Linked DNA regions of Oryctolagus cuniculus: region 2 is linked to region 1. A link is a contact called in public Micro-C data. All regions are on one chromosome and are shown on one strand. The core of a region is the stretch at or near the end of the contact, and the rest is flanking DNA. Distances in the headings are between cores, read along the strand shown.

Region 1 (4,536 bases), core at 1,228-3,727:
TTAAAAAAGATTTATTTATGTATTTGAAAGGCAGAGTTACAGAGACAGAGAGAGGTAGAAAAACAGATCTTCCATCCGCTGATTCACCTCCCAAATGGCTGCAAGGATCAAGGTTGAGCCAGGCCAAAGCCAGGAGCCAGGAGCTTCTTCTGGGTCTCCCACGTGCGTGCATGGGCCCAAGCACTTCGGCCATCTTCCGCTGCCTTCCCAGGCACATTAGCAGGGAGCTGGATCAGAAGTGGAGCAGTCAGGATTTGAACCGGCACCCATATGGGATGCCTGTGTTGCACGTGGCAGCTTTACCCACTATGCTACAGTGCCAGCCCCAAAAAGAACTTATTCTACAACCCTTCTCCAAAGAGCAAAATGATCTTTTCAAGACATGATCATGCCACTTCCTTATATAAAGCCTTCCCACTAAATCCTTGAACAAATATTAATAGGGTGCCTACTATGTGCCAAGCAGTTTTAGTTACCTGGAAAACTGCAGTAACCAAAACAGCAAAGGTTTCTGCCCTCACAAAGTTGATATTCTCTAATGGAACACCATGGGGGCCGGTGCCATAGCTCACTTGGTCAATCCTCCACCTGTAGCACCGGCATCCCATATGGGTGCCGGGTTCTAGTCCCAGTTGCTCCTCTTCCAGTCCAGCTCTCTGCTGTGGCCCGGGAGCACAGTGGAGGATGGCCCAAGTGCTTGAGCCCCTGCACCCACATGGGAGACTAGGAAGAAGCACCTGGCTCCTGGCTTCGGATTGGCGCAGCGCGGGCCATGGCAGCCATTGGGGGGATGAACCAATAGAAGGAAGACCTTTCTCTCTGTCTCTCTTTCTCTCACTGTCAAATAAAAAAAAAATCTAATGGAACACCATGAATAACATGCATAAGAAGTCAGTTTATCTAGTATGGTTAGAAGGTGATAAATATTAGCATAGAGAGAACAAGTAGAGCAAGTACAGAGGATGTACAGTGCTGGGGTGGAGGGCAGAGTGCTGCAAATGTCAAGACCATGGTCAGGGACCTTACTAAAGTGATGCTTGGCCAATGACTTGAAGCGGTTGGAATTAGCACATGGACACCTGTGGGAACGGTGTATCAGGAAGCTAGTGCAAGGGCTCCAAGGAGGACGTCGGGCATGTTTATGGTATAAACGGGGGCTACTGTGGCTACAATGAAGTGAGGAGAGGGTACACGCTACATGAGGCTTGAGAGGTAGAGGGCAGGTAGAGCCGGATGACAAACTGCCTTGGAGGCCACTGGGAAGGCTTTGGCATCACCCGGCCCCCTTGCTGTTAGGAGCCCCGCCTCTTCCCAAAGCCTTGCGGCTCCACTGATCAGGACCTCATCCGCCTCATCTCTCTGACCATGCTCCAGCCACGTCGGCCAGAATTTGGTTGCTTCCATGCTCCCGTGTTGGCCCACTTTGAGGCCTCATGCAATCCATTTCCTCCGCCTGGACAACTCTTGCACGCTTTACCTAACACCTAATCGTTTTTCAGATCAGACCCCCAGTCATATCCTCGCAGCTCTCCACGGTAGCTCCCACATCAGGTGCGATCTCACACTTACAGTGATTCTTTTGGTCAGTGTCTGTTTCTACCACGGCTATAAAAAAACAACATAAAGGCAAGGTCAGGGTCTCTTCTGTTGGCTGTTGTGTCCTGATAATGCCAGGTAAACTGGACGCAATACATAACTTGTTAAACGAATTAGTGACACGTGAGATCGTTGAAGGGGCTTTCCCTTTGTCAGGATGGAAAAAATTCATGCAATTGTGAATACTGATAAGGACTCCGTAGAGAGAGAAAGTTGAAGATGAACGAGAAACAAGTGAATAGCCAAGGAAGAAAGTGTTGACGGGCCAAGGGGATGAGAACCAGAGCACGAGAGACTGGTCTCCGACAGGCCACCTCTCTAACTAGCAGTCCCTTTCGGTCACCTTCTGGGCCAACTGTGCTCCCCAAGCGCTTTACAATCTGCCCCTTTATCACCATCCCTACTACTGCACCTGTAATTCAAGCCCACATAACCATCGACCTAGCTTCCCGGCTAGTCCGGTCGCTCTACCCACTCTGCAGCCTCATCCTGTGCCCGGCTGCCCGCCACTTTCACTTCCCGGAAGCTCATGCGGAAGTCCCGCGAACCCTCCTCTCGAAATCTGCCGAGCAGAAGACAGCCCTCCCTTGGCCTAACTCCGGGGCATGCTCCACGCTCAGCGCTTGGCAGCGACGCTCCCTCTGGGAAGCCCGCCTCCGCCAGCCTCATCCCTCGCGCCGCCCTGATGAAGACAGCCCGATGCCGTAGCCCCATTCTCGCGCGCGCTGTTTAAGACATTACCTCCTGCTTGTTCTCCCGCGCCCAGCTCGCGGGGGCACGCCAGAGGGCGTGGCTCCTGCCAATCTGGCAGCGAGCCGGCCGGACCAGCCAATAGGCTCTCAGCGCGCGCTAGGCCCACGCCCCCAACCCAGACCCGGGAGGTCTGAACGGAAGTCCGACCCATTGAGAACCCGGAGGGCGAGACCCCGCCCCATAGCCGACAGCCCGAGTCGCGCCAGGAGACGAAGCGGAAGTCCCGCGAACCCTGCTACAACTCCAGCGAGGGAAGCGCGGCGTCATGGCCGCCAGCAATCACGATGGCGCAGCTTCGGCTCCAGCGGCCTCTGGCGGTGAGCGGCTTCCCGGGGACCGCTTTAAACGCCTATGAGCGCCGGGACGGGGAAGGCCTCGTGCTCTTAGTCCTGGAGACAGACTTCAGGCTTCAAGAGCACTAGCTCTTGCCCGAGCCAGCCACGGGAAGACTACAAGTCCCAGTGTGCATCGCGGCTCGGCGGCACTATCCTGGCGTGTTGGGAGGTAGTCAGCGGTGGTGGGGCGTGCCGGGAGATGTAGTCTGGAGCTCAGAGCTGTTGATAGTTGTGATTCGGAGAGTGGGGCACGCTGGGCGTTGTGGTCCGGAGGAAGTGGGGTGTTATCAGGCCATGGGGAATATTGGGAGCTGTTGCCTGTGGCTTTGGGGGCATTGTGGGAACAATAGTGTGCAGCCTTGTGGGATATTAGAGAGCTCTGCACAAACTTCCCGCAGAGTATGGGAAAAGGAACCGCAAAGGTCGTGTAGCCCAACCTCCCCCTTGATGATTGTGACACTGAGGGGAAGAAATGTCCCCAAAGTGTCACATTAATCCCCTGGCAGACTCAGGCTTCCTCTGTTCAAATTCAGGGCACTGACCACTGGAAGGCCTGTGTATGGAACAAGAGGGATACAAAGACCCTGGAGAAAAGCCACCATTGGAAACTGCCCCTCCTTCCCCACCCCATGGCCTTGCTTGGTATCTGTTCCCATAGGCCTTTGCCAGAGCATAAATATTCACCACTCTCCCCCCTAGGTTGTGTTAGCAACAGCACAAAATCAGGAGAGGAGCTGGTAGTCCAGGTTCCTGTGTTGGATGTGCAAAGTGACAACTTCAAGGAGATGTGGCCATCCCTCCTGCTGGCCATTAAGACATCTAGCTTTGTGGCTGTGGACACAGTGAGAATTGGGAAATAGGGGGGTGGGTGGTTCTGAATGGGTTGGTGTTAGGGACCTGTCACAACCCTCCCTTTATGCACGCATAGGAACTGAGTGGACTTGGGGACAGAAAGAGTTTGCTGAACCAGTAAGTATAATCCCTGTTCTTTTTAGTCCCAACCCTGGCAAGAAGGGCAGACCTCAACCCTGGAGTTGGTGGGGGAAGGGGGTACTGTCACAGTCCTGGATAGTTTGGGTCTTTCATGAAGCTACCTCCTAGCCATAGCCACCCCCAAACCCAACCTAAGGTGCATCGAGGAACGTTACAAGGCCGTGTGTCATGCTGCCAGAACCCGTTCTATCCTCTCCCTGGGCCTCGCCTGCTTTAAGCAGCAGCCAGAAAAGGTATGGGCTAATGGCACCCCCCTCTCAGGTCTATGGCTAAGGGGAGGAGGGAGTGAGATCCTGAGGAACATTGAGTGTAATGTTTTTTCCTCCCAAATTTTGATATAGTAGACCCTCTTTTTCTTCTAGGGAAAACACACCTATTTGGCCCAAGTGTTCAATCTCACCCTGCTGTGCATGGAAGAATATGTCATAGAACCAAAGTCTGTGCAGTTCCTGGTACAGCATGGCTTTAACTTCAACCGGCAGTATGCCCAAGGCATCCCCTACCATAAAGGAAATGACAAGGTAGGCCTGCAGCTTCTCTAGCCTTGAGTCTATGTCTTCTGGGACTTCTCTTCCTCAGACGCTAGCTAGATGCCTGGGGAGAATCTGCTTCTTAGGGAATATGGGGAATCACTAGTTTCAGGGCTGGGGAAAGGTGACTGATAACAAAGGTTGGTAGCCCTGGCTTAGAGAGAGGGAGAGTTTTCCAGGTAGGGGAATGTTTCCTTCCCTATGACCTCTTTTCTCCCACCTAGGGTGATGAGAGCCAGAGCCAGTCAGTACGGACACTGTTCCTGGAGCTAATTCGGGCCCGCCGGCCTCTGGTACTACACAATGGCCTTATAGACTTGGTATTCCTA
Region 2 (4,536 bases), core at 1,228-3,727, 570 kb before region 1:
TGGATTGAGTTCTGGGTTCCTGGCTTTGGTCTAGTCCAGCTGTGGTTGTTGTGGGCATTTGGGCAGTGCAACTGTAGATGAAGGATCTCTCTCTCTCTCTGACTCTGTGCCTTTCAAATAAATTAAAAAAAAATTTTTTTTTTTTACAGGCAGAGTGGACAGTGAGAGAGTGACAGAGAGAAAGGTCTTCCTTTTTCCGTTGGTTCACCCCCCAAATGGCTGCTACAGCCGGAGTGCTGCGCCGATCCGAAGCCGGGAGCCAGGTGCTTCCCCCAGTCTCCCATGCAGGTGCAGGGCCCAAGCACTTGGGCCATCCTCCACTGCACTCCCGGGCCACAGCAGAGAGCTGGACTGGAAGAGGAGCAACCGGGACAGAATCTGGTGCCCTGACCGGAACTAGAACCCGGGGTGCTGGCACCACAGGCAAAGGATTAGCCAAGTGAGCCGTGGCGTCAGCCAAATAAAAATTTTAAAACACGATTTAAAAAAAATAATAATAAAATTGGGACCAGCGCCGCAGCTCAATAGGCTAATCCTCCGCCTTGAGGCGCCAGCACACTGGGTTCTAGTCCCAGTCAGGGTGCCAGATTCTGTCCCGGTTGCCCCTCTTCCAGTCCAGCTCTCTGCTGTGGCCTGGGAGGGCAGTGGAGGATGGCCCAAGTGCTTGGGCCCTGCACCCGCATGGGAGACCAGGAGAAGCACCTGGCTCCTGGCTTCGGATCAGCCCGGTGCGCAGGCCGCAGCGGCCATTGGAGGGTGAACCAATGGTAAAGGAAGACCTTTCTGTCTGTTTCTCTCTGTCTCTCACTGTCCACTCTGCCTGTCAAAGGACCTTTCTCTCTGTCTCTCTCTCACTGTCCACTCTGCCTGTCAAAAAAAAGGGAAAAAATAATAATAAAATTGGGGGGCCGGTGCTGTGGTGCAGCAGATTAATGCCCTGGCCTGAAGCACTGGCATCCCATATGGGCGCCGGTTCGAGACCCAGTTGCTCCACTTCCAATCCAGCTCTCCTCTATGGCCTGGGAAAGCAGTAGAAGATGGACTTGAGACCCAGAAGAAGCGGCTATAATATTAAGGCACGGAAGGTTAAGCCACTGCTTGTGGCACCAGCATCCCATAAAGGCATTGGTTCGAGCTCTGGCTGCTCCACTTCTGATCCAGCTCCCTGCTAATGTGTCTGGGAAAGCAGCAGAAGAGCGTGAGCCCCTGCCACCCACATGGGAGACCTGGAGGAAGCTCCTGGCTTCGGACCAGCCCAGCTCTGGCCATTAGGGCCATTTGGGGAGTGAACCAGCGAATGGAAGATATCACTCTCTGCCTTTCACTCTCTCTGTGTGACTGCCTTTCAAGTAAAATAAATGCATCTTTTTAAAATACAAAGACCTCAATTGTCTTTTACTTGTGATTCTAGAATCAGGCAACACTTTATTTCCATAAAACAGAATGAGTTGTTGCACTGAGCTAAGCGAGGAGACTGGTTTTCTTTCTTCTCTGAGGCAAACAGAGACAGAAAGAGAGCTCCCATCTGCAGGTTCCCTCTCCAAATGCCAGCGAGAGCTAGTACTGGGTCAGGCCAAAGCCAAGGAGCGGGAAACCCCATCCAGGTCTTCCACATAGGTGGCCAGGACCTCACTAACTGAGCCATCACCTGCTGCCAATAGGGCGTGCATTAGCAGGCAGCTGGAAGCAGGAGCGGAGCTGGGATGTGAACCCAGGCACTCAGTAATTGGATGCAGAGGTTCCACCCAGGGGCTTGCCAGACCAAATGCTTGCCCTGGGAGGTTGGTTTTTACCCTCAGAGAAGGCTGAGGAAAGCAGAATCAGAACAAAAACCAGATTGGTTGTTTCAAACTTACTTTCACTGTGAGTGTTAACCTTGAAAGTCACTTATCATGACAGGGAGAGCTGGCTTGTCATGGGATTTGGTTCTTATCTCTCACCCTCTCGATTTCTAGGAAGTCAGATAAACAACTTAATTTCAGCATAGTGACTGAACTTCAGCATAAGTGACTCAATTCTGGTTTGGCCACTGGTGCCTAGAGCAGGAGTCCAATAAACCAATGATCTCCCATAACTTTTTAAAAGATTTATTTATTTATTTGAAAGGCAAAGTGAGAGAGAGAGAGAGATCTTCCATCTAGCGGTGCACTCCCCAAATGGTTGCAACGGTCAGTTTGGGACCAGGCTGAAGCCAGGATCTGCATTCTGGTCTCCCACGGGGTGGCAGGCACCCAAATACATGGGCCGTCCTCTGCTTTCCCAGGCGCATTAGCAGAGCCTGAACTAGCAACTGAACAAGCCAGGATCTGAACCATGGCTGTAGGGTACGGGGCCCTCACTCTCAAACACCGAGCACTACACACCCGTCAGAGAGACACGGACGCGGTACTCAACGCAAGAACAGCGCTTTCACGCCAACTTCCGGCAAAACTCCCGGCAGGCACAGCGCTCGCGGGTGTGGCTAGACGAACAGGCTGTCCCGAGCGCCGGCAAACGGGCTGGGAACTACATATCCCACAAGGCCCCGCAGGGCACCGCTGACTGGCGGAAGCGAGGCTGGCGCAGCATGTGACGTCATCAGGGACGCTGGCGCGCGGGGTTTAAACTACGGCGGTTTGCGAATTCGGAGGTTTAGCAGAGTTGTGATTTCTTGGCATTTCGCATTTTTCTTCCTGGAGGACCTCCGAATGCCCATGGAGTCATCGCTTCCGGCGCGCCTGTTTCCCGGTCTCACCATCAAGATCCAACGCAGTAATGGTGAGGGGCTGTGTCCCGAGGCCATGGGGAGCTATGAACAGAGAGGGCTGAAATTACTACCCTGCTCTCAAACGGCAGGGCCCCGAGACGCTGTTGGGAATTTTCCCCGCAAACGCAGGGTCGGGGTTTCTACACTGGCAGTCGGTCTTCCCTACGTAAGGGCAGAAACCTCTGTGCTGGTTTGGGGTCCCTGCACTCCGGGAGTGGGCGGAGCTTCTCCGTGGTCATTGGACCTGCCAGGGAAATTAAATTAGGGCTGAAATTAGATGTAGTTCCCTTCCAGAATTCTCCCCTGAAACTTCCGCGCTTTTTTGGGGATATCGGTTCTGTGGCCCCTCTACTCCGACAGAAGTTGGTGAGTTGCAGTGTGTCAGGCAGTGGTGTTCAGAATCAACAAGACGGACAAGATCCTTGCTCTTGGGAAGCGTGTAATGCGGTGCTCTTGGGCTACGCAGCTGCTGCGGCTCAGACAGGTGCAATCTTCCTGATTTTAGGAGAGTGGTCGGAGATGTCCGGATCCTCAGTGTTGTGTTCAGCGCAGTTCGCATGACTGAATTGACTCTCACGTTGATCAGAAACTCTTTCGTGGCCGGCGCCGCGGCTCACTAGGCTAATCCTCCGCCTTGCGGCGCCGGCACACCGGGTTCTAGTCCCGGTCGGGGCGCCGGGTTCTGTCCCAGTTGCCCCTCTTCTAGGCCAGCCCTCTGCTGTGGCCCGGGAGTGCAGTGGAGGATGGCCCAAGTGCTTGGGCCCTGCACCCCATGGGAGACCAGGAGAAGCACCTGGCTCCTGCCTTCGGATCAGCGCGGTGCGCCGGCCGCTGCGGCCATTGGAGGGTGAACCAACGGCAAAGGAAGACCTTTCTCTCTCTCTCTCTCTCACTGTCCACTCTGCCTGTCAATAAAAAATAAATAAAGCCAGGTACTCTGATGTAGTGCGCAGACATCTGACCTGCGAGCGTAATGCCTGTACCTGAGGGTTCTCTTTTTGAGTGGGAGTGAAGCCTTATCCCATGCAACTCATTTAAAGACCTGTTTCCTGCCTACTTCACTGTGAGATGTCTAAGGGTGAAGTCCCAGATTTGTCTCTTGGTGCTTAAAAAAGAAAAAAAATTCAGCTGCCTCTTTGTCCAAGTTAACATTGGGAGTCTGTACGATCCTAAAAATGAAGCCGTTAGGAAGCAGGCGGGTGACTCTGGTCTTTCTGTGTTTTAGGCTTGATACACAGTGCCATCATAAGGACTGTGAGCTTGGAGAAATCTTGCATTTCAGTGGAGTGGACAGAAGGAGGTACCACAAAGGGCAAAGAGGTAGGTGTGATGAATACGTCCACCACAGTTAATATCTTCCTGTGTAAAGAATCTGTGCAAGAACCTCTGAAAGCCCAATTTCTGATGCTGCGTGTCTTCCCTAATCTGAAAAACAGCCCTCCTTGCGTGCACTGGGATTTTGTGTAGTGAAGCCTGCTCTAAACTGAAGCAGTCAGAAGATTCTGATGTATCCACAGAGCGCAGGCTGCACAGAATCCAAAAACCGCGTTCACCCACGCTCGGTTCTGAATGCACACTGCCCGTGGTATCATCCGGAGAGCGAAATCAGTAGCTCAGTTTGTGAAACAGCGAACAGAAGTCAGGTCATGAGGAATGGTGCCGATGAGTAGTGCTAGAGCGGCTCGGAGCTGGGAGCTCGCTGAGGGCGGGCTGGGTTTCTGGGCCGTGAAAGCTTAGCTGAGGCAGCAAGATGGCACCCGCGGGGACTGTGGGTGAAGAAGGCTGTGGGC

The links. A called contact is a pair of places that touch in the nucleus more often than the background predicts.
Region 2: a Micro-C map of ear pinna shows a contact between it and region 1, with 5 times the contacts expected there. The contact joins the promoter of KIF2C here to the promoter of MUTYH in region 1. A contact is called at or near these places in 3 of 6 Hi-C or Micro-C datasets (ear pinna, psoas muscle and an unstated tissue).

The regions. Positions count from the first base shown.
Region 1 is chr7:127,559,416-127,563,951 of mOryCun1.1, reverse strand. It overlaps MUTYH (mutY DNA glycosylase), which reads right to left and starts at 2,477. Exons shown (of 16, transcript XM_051857857.2): 1 at 2,338-2,477. TOE1 (target of EGR1, exonuclease) reads left to right here and starts at 2,537. Exons shown (of 8, transcript XM_002715140.5): 1 at 2,537-2,666; 2 at 3,384-3,526; 3 at 3,613-3,653; 4 at 3,814-3,910; 5 at 4,040-4,198; 6 at 4,432-4,536. The coding sequence starts at 2,615.
Region 2 is chr7:128,131,802-128,136,337 of mOryCun1.1, reverse strand. It overlaps KIF2C (kinesin family member 2C), which reads left to right and starts at 2,477. Exons shown (of 21, transcript XM_002715148.5): 1 at 2,477-2,757; 2 at 3,972-4,066. The coding sequence starts at 2,688.